2 separate regions of the Capsicum annuum genome follow, and region 2 is linked to region 1. A link is a contact called in public Hi-C data. All regions are on one chromosome and are shown on one strand. The core of a region is the stretch at or near the end of the contact, and the rest is flanking DNA. Distances in the headings are between cores, read along the strand shown.

What was found. Hi-C and Micro-C count contacts between places; a contact is called where the count stands out from the background.
Region 2: a contact with region 1 is called in a Hi-C map of leaf, with 2.4 times the contacts expected there. The contact joins the promoter of LOC107872879 here to the enhancer-like site in region 1. A contact is called at or near these places in 3 of 5 Hi-C or Micro-C datasets (bud, leaf and placenta).

What each region holds. Positions count from the first base shown.
Region 1 is chr6:185,982,420-185,987,902 of UCD10Xv1.1, reverse strand. It overlaps the pseudogene LOC107872881. Among protein-coding and RNA genes, the nearest start is that of LOC107872880, 60 kb to the left of the region's middle. Within about 2 kb of position 3,477, at least 2 of the 5 cell types and tissues checked have an H3K27ac peak or open chromatin away from gene starts, as enhancers often do. A contact at or near this core is called in leaf, where this site is marked.
Region 2 is chr6:186,195,149-186,200,631 of UCD10Xv1.1, reverse strand. LOC107872879 (RING-H2 finger protein ATL52) reads right to left here and starts at 3,035. Exons shown (of 2, transcript XM_016719531.2): 1 at 2,768-3,035; 2 at 1,492-2,668. The coding sequence starts at 2,664. The coding sequence ends at 1,573.

The DNA of each region.
Region 1 (5,483 bases), core at 2,228-4,727:
AGTAAGCACAAATTTTAGGCAAAAACGACTTCCCTTGCTGATCTGCTTGTGTCAATTCTTGGGCCGAAGGGACGACTTCGTGAAAGAAAGTTCTATGTAATGGATGGCCCCCAATAATACGCATGTCCCACAATGAAATAGATAGATCATCAATGCCAAGACATATTGTATTAGTCGAGGAATGCTAAAGTTTACAAAAGACCTACAAAACATTCTCGTTCACGTCGTACGTAAATAAAGATGCAAAAATAGCATCATAAATCTTGGTTTGTTCCAGCACCTCCTTGCTATGGCTAAGGACATCCTCTACCCATTCCCAATAGCATGTAACATAATGAAACTCACCAAAGCCTGATTAGGGATAATTCCATATGATAAGACCCTTATTCGAGCCTTTGGGATATGTAGCAGCAAATTCTTTGTCATGTGTAGATGAATGCAACACAAAAGTAGTAGTAGTAATGACCTTATTGAAGTTAGGGATGCCAATTTCTTATTTTGTCGACCATTTTTCTAGATGAAGGGACATTTCAGGCGATCCTCTATCAAGCGGGAAGGCGCCGATTACCGGAGGATGAACTCTCAAGGTGAGGACTCTAGAACGAGAGTATCGTTCATCGTTTTCTATTTCAAGTTGAGGATATGATGTTGTTTGATCATTTAAGCTCACCATATTCTCAAAATACTGAAGATATACTCTCTGTGTATGAAGACCTGCCAAAGAAATTAAATTAAACGGTAAATTTTCTAAAGGAAAATAGAGTATCACAAGATTTGGACTGTACCTTTGAAAATTTACCAGAGAAAATATAGAAGTTTTCTGATTTTGGTGTTCACTTATGACGTAGATCTGCAAGTCTACTTTCCAACACAAAAAAACCCTTATGATTTTGATACTTATATGTCAAGATACAGAATTTCTCAAGACGCTGCGCAATGCTGATAAAACTGATGAACCAAGATAAGAAGACTGGTTTGAAGCAATAATTGGAACAATTCAGGTGTATCCTGATATGATTTTCTTGTGAGATGTAGCTCTACAAGTCTACTTTCCAACGCAAAAAACCGCACCTAATTTTGATACTCCTACATCGAGATATGGAATTTGTCGTGACGCTGTACAAAGCTGATAAAACTAATGAACCAGGATTAGAAGACCGGTTTTGGGACAATGTCTGAGACATTTCAGATGCAATCTGATTATCATTTCCACGGGAGACGTAAATCTATAATTCTAGTTTCCAAAGCAAAAAAGAGTTGTTGATTTTGATGTTCCTAAGTCAAGATATGAGAATTTTCGTGAGGCTGCACAAAATAAATAAAAAATGATGAAACAATACTGAAAGTTTGATTTCGGAAGGATACCTGTGCGGATCTGGAGCGTGATTTTTGCGTAGAACGTAGCCTCACAAGTCTACTTTTCAACACTACAAGTCGTTTGTGATTTAGACACTCCCACGATGCATTATGAAGTTTCTCCCACAAACGCCCTAAAATGCCTGAAACTCAATTGTGAAAAAAGCAAAAAAAAAAAAGGAGGAAAAGAACGCGAGTTGAATTGCGGCTCAGGATGAAATACAATGACTTAATGGGATCGTGATTTCCTTTTATGGACTCTAAAGGGCTCTAGTTTGATTTCAAAAAGAAATCTGCTGAACAAGTTGTCTTCAAGAAGAACTGGACGTCCAAGTGTCAAAAATAAGTCAAATTCTTAATCCTTTTTGAAGTGGGATAACATCATTACTCAATCCTATTAAAATTTGATATAAAACTAATACCCGAATCCTACATGATTTGGTTATATTTAGTTTTAAACAGAAGTTACACTCCCAATGAAGGGATTCACGTTATTCTACCCGATTTATCATGATTTTGAGGAGTTGAATTTTGACAAAATGCTCAAGTTTTGCCAAAAAAAGGCTCCACAAATACTTCGAATCTCGTCTGTAACAAGTCCGACAAATCAAACACCTCGACGAGCCTTGAAGTTGGGGGCATGTGTAGATACGTAAAATTTATTGGATCAAATTCATATAAAATTTTAATTTGATCCATATTTTATTGGGTCTAAAATTATTTTGGACTGTAAAAATAATAAGCCCATTTTATTCCCCATCAAGGTCAATCTCACCTTGAAGCCCAAACTCATATTATGTGTCAAGTGACGTGGTATCCCAGTCAAATTAAAGACCAACAAGGCAAGGCCATACACTCAAGTGATGTGGCAATCCAAGTCAAGTTCAAGAGCCAATAAAACATCGCCAAGTGTACCAAATGAAATATTTTTGGCCAATCACAAGCAACCTTATTACATAACATTTGTGATAAGCTTGAAAACTGAATGGATCAATCAGAATAAGGTAGTAGAGGTTATTTACACTTGTATTGCCTACCCCCTACAACTATAAATTGGCAAACATTAGAGAAAGCTTCTGTATTGACTACACAACTCTTCAAAAAATTAACTAACGAAGTTCTGCCCAGAGATCAACTTGACACGACGAAGTGCTGTCCGGCGATTCCCGAAGATCTAAACGCATTTCTAGGAGGCTCAAATCATCCGAAAGTTCGAGAATTACGCTCCAAAAGGCCCTCGAATCACGAAAAATCTTAGGAGAGAAGAATCGAGAGAATAACAGTATTGTTCCTGAAAAATTCATTTATATAAAACTTCTTCTTTTTGTTTGTTTTATCTTTGCTTACATTTAATTTTTAGCACGACAAAAATTTATTGCGAACAGTCATATCTCACCAAAACGGAGATAATAAGGAAAGATATATTCCTCCTGATTTCATACTTGAAATATCACTACAAAAAACGGGTTAAATTACTAGGGTTAATTTTACAGTTTGATTCCGGGGTTCTCAAAACCCCCACAATACGAGCCGCGACAATCAATTTGCGGTAGTTTTTTTTCTGAACGCCATAACTAATTTACGACGGTTATTTTGCAACGGTCGAACCCCATTACTCCAAATTTAATTCTTTTTATAATAAATTTTAATTTAAGAATTGCGGGGGTTTAAAACCTCCGTAATTATTCTTTAAAAAAAAAAAAAAATTAGTGGAACCCATCAATTTTCAATAAGTAATTATAGATTCTAATTTTAGCTCAAATTTGATTGTTCTTTTAGGCATAACCTACAATCCAATATTTGTTCAATTCATATAATATTATTAACACAACCTAACTACTTAAACATTATAATTGACAAATGATACTTTGGTATAATGACATTATAATTAAAAAATACATCGAATCCATGACTCTACGAGCAGAGCAATCACCAATGACACTTTGGTATGTTTTCAGATAAATCTTCAACAATATATGGGACAACAGCAGAAGTCATGGTTTAGCTATAACTCTGACAATAATTTATGGCAGGAACCTTAAAACATCAGTCTGTCAGCAAACGTGACTGTTGATACCATTACTATAGAACATTGTCGCACATAGGAAAAGATAAGGTATACTAGGACTCATAAACTTCTGCGCTCACGGACTGCAAATGCGTACTTTCTGGTAGAGCTCCGAATCCACATGTAGGCAAAATAATACGTCAAAAGACTCATTAATGGATCCGTTTGTCATTAGATGACATTATCTGGGGAACATAAAATTCCTCATAGCAGTGAGTAAAAAATTACATATAGTACCTTGTCGAAAAGGTTCATGATATCATTTTTGACATCTTTTGGAGGCTTATCGGACAAGGAGGAAGTTGAAATAGATGATGACAGTGTTGATGAATCCTTGAATAAACCATCAATTGCAGAGGAGGATTGGCATTTTCGATGATCAGCTTTCGCAACACCACTTTTTGTTGCTAGTTCTTCTTCAACAGCTGAGAAGTTACAAGGTTTGATTAGAATAAAAGAGCTGAAGAAAAAATATAGGAAAGCGGCGACTTAAGTAACATACGTTGAAAAGCTCTCCATGAGTTATCATCTACAGAAGCAGCACTTGCGCCATTGTCATTTGGAGAATCCATAGACAACATGTCGAAAAGATCAGTAGCAATATCAACTTTAGGAGGATTAACAACTTCTGCAACCTGCTTTACAGATTCAGCGACTGCAATCGGTTGTGTCATCTGACTTGTCTGGTGAGGAAGTGCACCCTCACCAGGAGATACCTTTTCATGAGTTGAACTATTAGATTCAAAGTTTGTAACAGATATAAAAGTATTAGAATGGTGAATAAAAGTTTGATATACTTGTTCCGGTCCTCTTGCTGGCAGAGGTATACTTAATCTAGCAGCAGACATCGCTTGCTTTGTGCTAGGGCATTGTATACTCACTCTCTCATTGGATGAACAAAAGAGTTACGAACATGCCCATGACTACTTCTGTCACAATGTCGTTGTTGTCGCCCTGTGGCCCTCCCTTCTTGAATCTCCTTCTCATCCTTAGGGATCCACCTCTTATCCTCATACCTAAACGAAATACAGGTACTGCCGATGAAGTTGCAACATACTAGATCGAAAGGATTGCTTAAGCCAGGAACTAGTACGGGACATACTTTGCAAGGATGAAATCTCAATACCAACTCTATCGTAATTTGGAGGAAGCTCAGCTTCACAATAAATATTCGCCTTCTCGTTTCCCATTGCTATACCGGCAACAGAAAAGGGATTACACACAATTAGGCCATTTATCGAATCAACAATTGAGTCAACTTATTTATCACATCAACATAAAAAGTGTAAGAATTTGAGGAGAAAAACCTAACATTGAATAAATGCAACTTGATTTGGGAGCCATGTATCTAGTGCAGCTGATCGAACCTACAAAAATACACAAACAACAGATGACGGAACAATCATATTCAACAACAGTACACATAATTGATCGATCATAAGCAAGCACTTCCGAAGTTATCTTGCTAGGCCGAAAAGTATATGTTAGAGACAAACATGATGGAATAGTGTATCTTCGTTAAATAGTGATTGCCAAAAGCCAAATTTCTAATGATAGTAGCTAGTAGTATGATGATGAAATACAAATATCAGTAGCCACCTAGCTAATGTCCCACTATGTTAGTACTATATGTAGTACTAGTATTTTGGAATTATATTTTTCAGTAATATCATGTCTACTTTTAGAAAATACGTCTATGTTATCAAACTCTTATGCATAATGGATGACTTGTTACAGGAAAACAAGAAGGAAGAACGTGAAACAAAAAGCTCCAACCTATCAAAACGCAGCAGAAGAATTGCTGATCATAACCAGTCAGAGAGGGCATATATGTTGGAGTTAACGCACCTTAGTTTATATATATACATAAGCTACATCCTTTCACTATATGAACGCGTTGTTTTGTTTTTGGGTTCAGCGACACCGAGATAGAATTAATGGAAAGATGAAAGCTCTGCAGAAGTTGGTGCCAAATGCAAGTAAGGTGGGTTATAGCTACCACATATGAAACTATTTGATCTATGTACACTACAATTTTCTGCGAAGAATGTTCAACTGA
Region 2 (5,483 bases), core at 1,786-4,285, 210 kb before region 1:
TGGGGGGCTAGTAGGTTGTCTTAAGCATTAGAACCAAAGCCCGGCCCCCAGGCCCTACCAATTACTCAAATCTAAACATACTTCATCATTGAACATTATGGAAAAATCTAATGACATCGATTAAAGTATCATTAGTAACTCTCTAATTTATTCTTTCCTAAGCATGTCACCACCGATTTCAGTATAAGATATAATATGTTCTATCCTAAGTTATGCACTCTCACATATTTAAAGAGTGAAATCATCTTCCTTTTGAAATTTTGATTAAAAAATGAAACTACAAGATTTTTTTGTTTTTCGGGGGTGGGGGGTGGGGTGGGGTTTCTCATATTACCAACTCTACCATTTGGTTCAAATTAACTCTCCATGGCACAGAGGCAGGGAAAATGCCAGAATAGAAATGGACATAAATTCACAGTTCAAATGCTTTAACAGGCAATATAAATGAAGTATTTAGGGAGAGTTCGGTATGGATGAAAACATTTTCAACAACTCTTCATGTTCGATTGGTCTAGTTTTGATTTATCGCATTATACAAGTATCAATAGATGTACTATCATTGTGGACTACACCATAAACTCTGTGATAATTGTAATATATTTGGTCATCTCTAGTTCTTATGATGTTGAAAATAAGTTTTGTCTTGCCATCGCTGGGATTAATGAGGTAAGGCTTGGCCCCTTTTACTTGTATATTTTTACTGAGATTTCTTATTATTAACAAAATAAGTCACGGAAGTATGTTACCTTGTTGTGAAGCAAGCTGGCTCCATAAGATCCTTTTTTTTTGGTAGAAGCTCCATAAGATCCTATATGAGCTAGAAGTGAAATTTTATTGGGCCAAGTAACATGTTAGAGAGTTTTATTTGACGTGAACTAGAAAGAAGGAAACACTAGGGTCGATGGTGTTACATACTATGTTAGGAGTTTTGCAGCCTTGGCTCAGTCTATTCTTCTCACCTCCTCTTTCAAATTTTTAGCTTGTCCCCTTTCTGATTAATTGTCCTATTTTTTCAATTGTTCTGCAATTTCCGTTTGTTGTTTACATTCTGGAGTTGCAATCTTCCGGTATTGCGATCAATATAGTATATAACACCATAGTGTTTGTGCGGAAAAATTAAGGATGTTGCATGCCTATTGGTATTATTAGAGCCAAGTATAATATCTAAACTACAAGAGAAATTAATGTTACGACAAGAAACGTGATCAAAAGTTTCTAAAATCATCCCTACAAAAATCACTCACTCGCAACATTTTTGTTTAAGGGGCTATTAAACCTAACTCCAAATCTCCAATACAACAGTTGTAGCTGTATTAGCCTCTCATCAATAATCAAACAAACAAAACTCAACATGCCAAATTGCCAATGGAATCCCAAGACATAGAACTCTCCCTTGATTTTTGCATAGAACAATCGTCCACCCACTAAGCTATACAAAAATAGTGGATGGGAAAAAGAGGAACAGAAAAACTCAAATTCTAAGAGGAAAAATACCTTTCAAACTCATGTTTAATCAACTCTTTGTTCAATAGCATACACAAATCCTCCTAAAAAATTAGCACAAAAAAATATTCAAACATTTGACAATGGATTGGCCATATTTTGTCCTCTCCCCCGTTTGGTAAACAAGAATCTCCCACTTGATAATGATCTCTTCATCATCATAGGACTTGCTACACAATATTGTACTAGTACATTGTTTCTAATCCCACTCCTACTCATTTCTTCACCATTATTTTCTTGTTTTGACGTTCCAACATCCCTTTGCAACTCACAATTTTCCCCCGTTACACAATCATGAAATTCATCTTGATCAATTCTCAGTATATCAGCTATAGATAAATGACCTTGAGATACACAATCCATTGACACTGATCTCCTCCTAACTTCTTGATTCATATGGTTTTGGTTCGTTACATCCTCTTCTTTTTCTTCTTCGTCTCGTGTTTCCTCTTCTCTGATGCCCATTTCTATATCACGTTCCGGTTGGATTTGTGGAGTTGTTTCAATTTGAGGAGCTTCCATAATAGGAGGAGGTAATGGAGGAGGTGAAGCATTTGAAACAGTTATATGAGCCCGGCATAACGGGCAATTTGAATGAGATTTTAGCCATGTATCAATGCACATTACATGAAAAGCATGGCTACATTTAGGCAAAAGTCTAAGACTTTCATCTTCTTGAAATTCACTTAAACAAACAGAACAATTTGTTCCTTCAGTCAATAATCCATCGCATTTCTTGTATTTAAACACTGTAATAGACTTGATCAATGCCTCATCCAAACCACCACCCGCGGTAACATTCCATGCCTCGTGATTAGAAGGGTCATGATCCTCTTCAAATTCTGATTCTTCCTGATGATTTTCCCTTCTTCTTGAATTCCCACAATACTTTGATATTATGGCATAGTAGCTTACTAATAGGAAAGCACTAGCAAGAATTCCGATGATCGCGATAACTAGAGGAGAGAAATTACGACCAGAATCATCATCAGCAGAGAAATCAAATTGTGGTGGTGGAGGGAAAATTATGTAACACCATTGTGGGCAGTATAAACTGCAAAATCCTTGAGAACAGTCCCTAGTACTCATATATGGTGCCCAAGTTCTTGGATTACTTACAGGCACCAATTTATCGTCGTCCGGAAGACTCTTACTATACATGACACTGCAGAAAAACAAAATTTTGTGTGGCCCAAAAAGAGGTCACTTTCCCATCTCAAGCAATACGTATAAAACAGGGGAAAACAGAGGAATGAGAAGTTACCTAAGAGCACTTTGGTTATATCAGATAGGAAAAAGGGAGCATATGATAAGACATAAAGAAGGAGAATACTTAGTTTTTTTTTTTTTTTTTTTTCTGTTTTACTTTTGTTTGCTTTTTCTTTGTTCTCTTCTTTTTGTTTCTTTAATTTGCTTTATTGGAGATAGTGGTATATTGACTAACATGGTCATGTTGTTGGTTGGGCATTCATCAAAGTAATCAATGCTTTATCATGGGTACAAGCCACTTGCCACTAAACTGGATTAATAGGATAGATTACATGTAGCTCTTTCCCTTTTGTACAAAAGAAACTTATATTTGACATTACTCACTTTTTAAATATCTTCACTCCTAAGTAAATTCAGTAGAAACTTGTTTAACACTAGCCAATTGAATCTATTTATCAGTTTTTAATTACTGTTACATCAACTCAGTGAGAGGTGGAAAATTAGTTTATGAGAACATAATTCGTTCAATCTGTTTAAGTATCAGTGGGTTGTTTATCAATTAATTTTTTTTTTTTTTTTTTTGTTCAACTCGTCTAGCCAATTAAAAATTGAGCTGATACGAACCTAAATTAATCAATGAGAAATTGTTAAAATGTTTTAATATATCATGCAGCTTTATCAGGTACATAAAAATTATAAAAGAACAAATAATAAATAAGATAGTAAGAATTAGGCGAGTGGATTATGATCCTACATTTTAACATTTTAACCTAGGTAACTTTTGAGCGAATTAATAACTCAGTCTATTTTAAGCCACACAAATTCAATCTAACCCCCACTCCCCATTTTGATACCTCTGGTGAGAACCAAAGCAAAGCTTGCATTATTAGCCTACTCAGGGACGGAGCTAGCATGGTAGTTACAGATTTGGCAGAATCTTATGACTTAAGTTCAAATTCTGTAGTTATGTTGAAAATACTGTTTAATATGTATGCGTAATTTATTGAGAACTCTTTAAGGGAAACAAAGAAGAAGAAGAAGTTGACGCATAACCCATAAACTAAAAATCCCAATTCCACCTTTGTCTACCCCAGAACTATAAAATCTTCAATTTTTTGTCTTAGAAATGGGAAATGGGAATCTTCTTAAAGCCACAATATAAGGAAGTATATATTCTTGCTTTGGTTCTTGATAATTGAAAAGATATTTCTATTCAAGCTATTGAATTCAATGCTACTTTCCTTGTGTATTCTGTGCCTGGTTTGAAGTTTTATTTTATTGCTTTTTTTCTTTTGGTGGGGGAGAAAGAGTGTATAATGATCGTCAAAAGAATGTTGTACAGTGGATAGAGTTGTTCCTTCGTTAATAACAAGTTTTAATTTTTGTGACATGCATTCAGATATGGAGTGCTATTCCTGAATGAGTTCTACTCGAAGTAAACCTAAATTAATCAAATTCTATTACAGATATCCAACCTAGGATTTTTTTTTTTCAAAACAGAGCGTGTACGAATGAACCATATAAGGGAGAACATTCAGTGTCAGAAACTGAAGGAACTCAGAGGTTGTAATGGAGTTTTAATTCTACAAGTCAATCATGTTGGTGAAAGAAATGTAAAACCCAAAATATTCCTTCTTCCTCAGCCCCACACCTTGTCTTTTTCATTCACTTTATTTATTTTTTATGTTCGATAGATAAATACAAATTATTATTAGAAGAATATTTAAATGAAGTATAATTTAGACAAATACTATAAAAATAAGATAAGTTGACGGTGGAGGTGAGGGCAAGTTGAGGGTCGAGACGGGTACAATAGCCGCAGTTTCAGTTACAAGTCTCAATCAACAAGATCAAAATGCAACAATATATATTTATCTTGCTACTTAATAAAATAATTGAATGAGAATATAGGCAAAAAAAGTTTGTCAAATTTTGCATTGAAACGCTATATTAAAAATAGAAATATTTAATTGAAATATGATCTTTAGAATCTAAATGAAATACCATGATTACTTTAAAAGGCTGATTATGCACTAAGTCATTTATTTTCCTACTGTCATCTCCAAAGTATGCTCGGACTAGAGGGTCAAATATATGTAATCCTTTTGGACTCAATTTGACTTTTAGCTTTTACGATCGAGCACCTTAGGAATGTAGAAGAAGATAATATTCTAGCAAAGTCACCAGTACTGAATGAATTCTAGGGTTCCACAAGGGAGTCAATTATCCACTGAAATTCATGAATATAAAGGAGATGGTGACAAGAAGATAATTGAGTGTTTATTTATCCTTTTCTTGCATGCCTTGTCGTCTATACACCATGACTCATGAGGGAGACATGTGGGCCTTTTTTACGATCATCAATTTAACAGCAGCCTTGTTCTTTTTTTTTTTTTGGTTTGGGTTGGTGTGGGATGCTCTCGTAGCTTTTCCATATGAAATTTTTGTACCACACACCAGCCCAAAGTAGTGTGTTTTAAGACGTACCCTATATTTTTTTATTAAATTTGGTCAGTACAATTACTGTACAATTTGTATGCATATAGCTATTGAATAATTATTGTTCACTTGGCACACACTTGTTAAACATTGAGTGTATACTTGCCCCGAGATAAAGGGTTATGATTGCAATTTATATGTTCATAACAAAAACAAGGGGGAAGGGCTGAAGTCTGGTAAAAAATTTACCATCAGAACAACCAGGTACCTAAGGTGTGTTATCTCTTATAAGGTTAGGATAACAGGATAACTATAATAATGCAGCACCTATT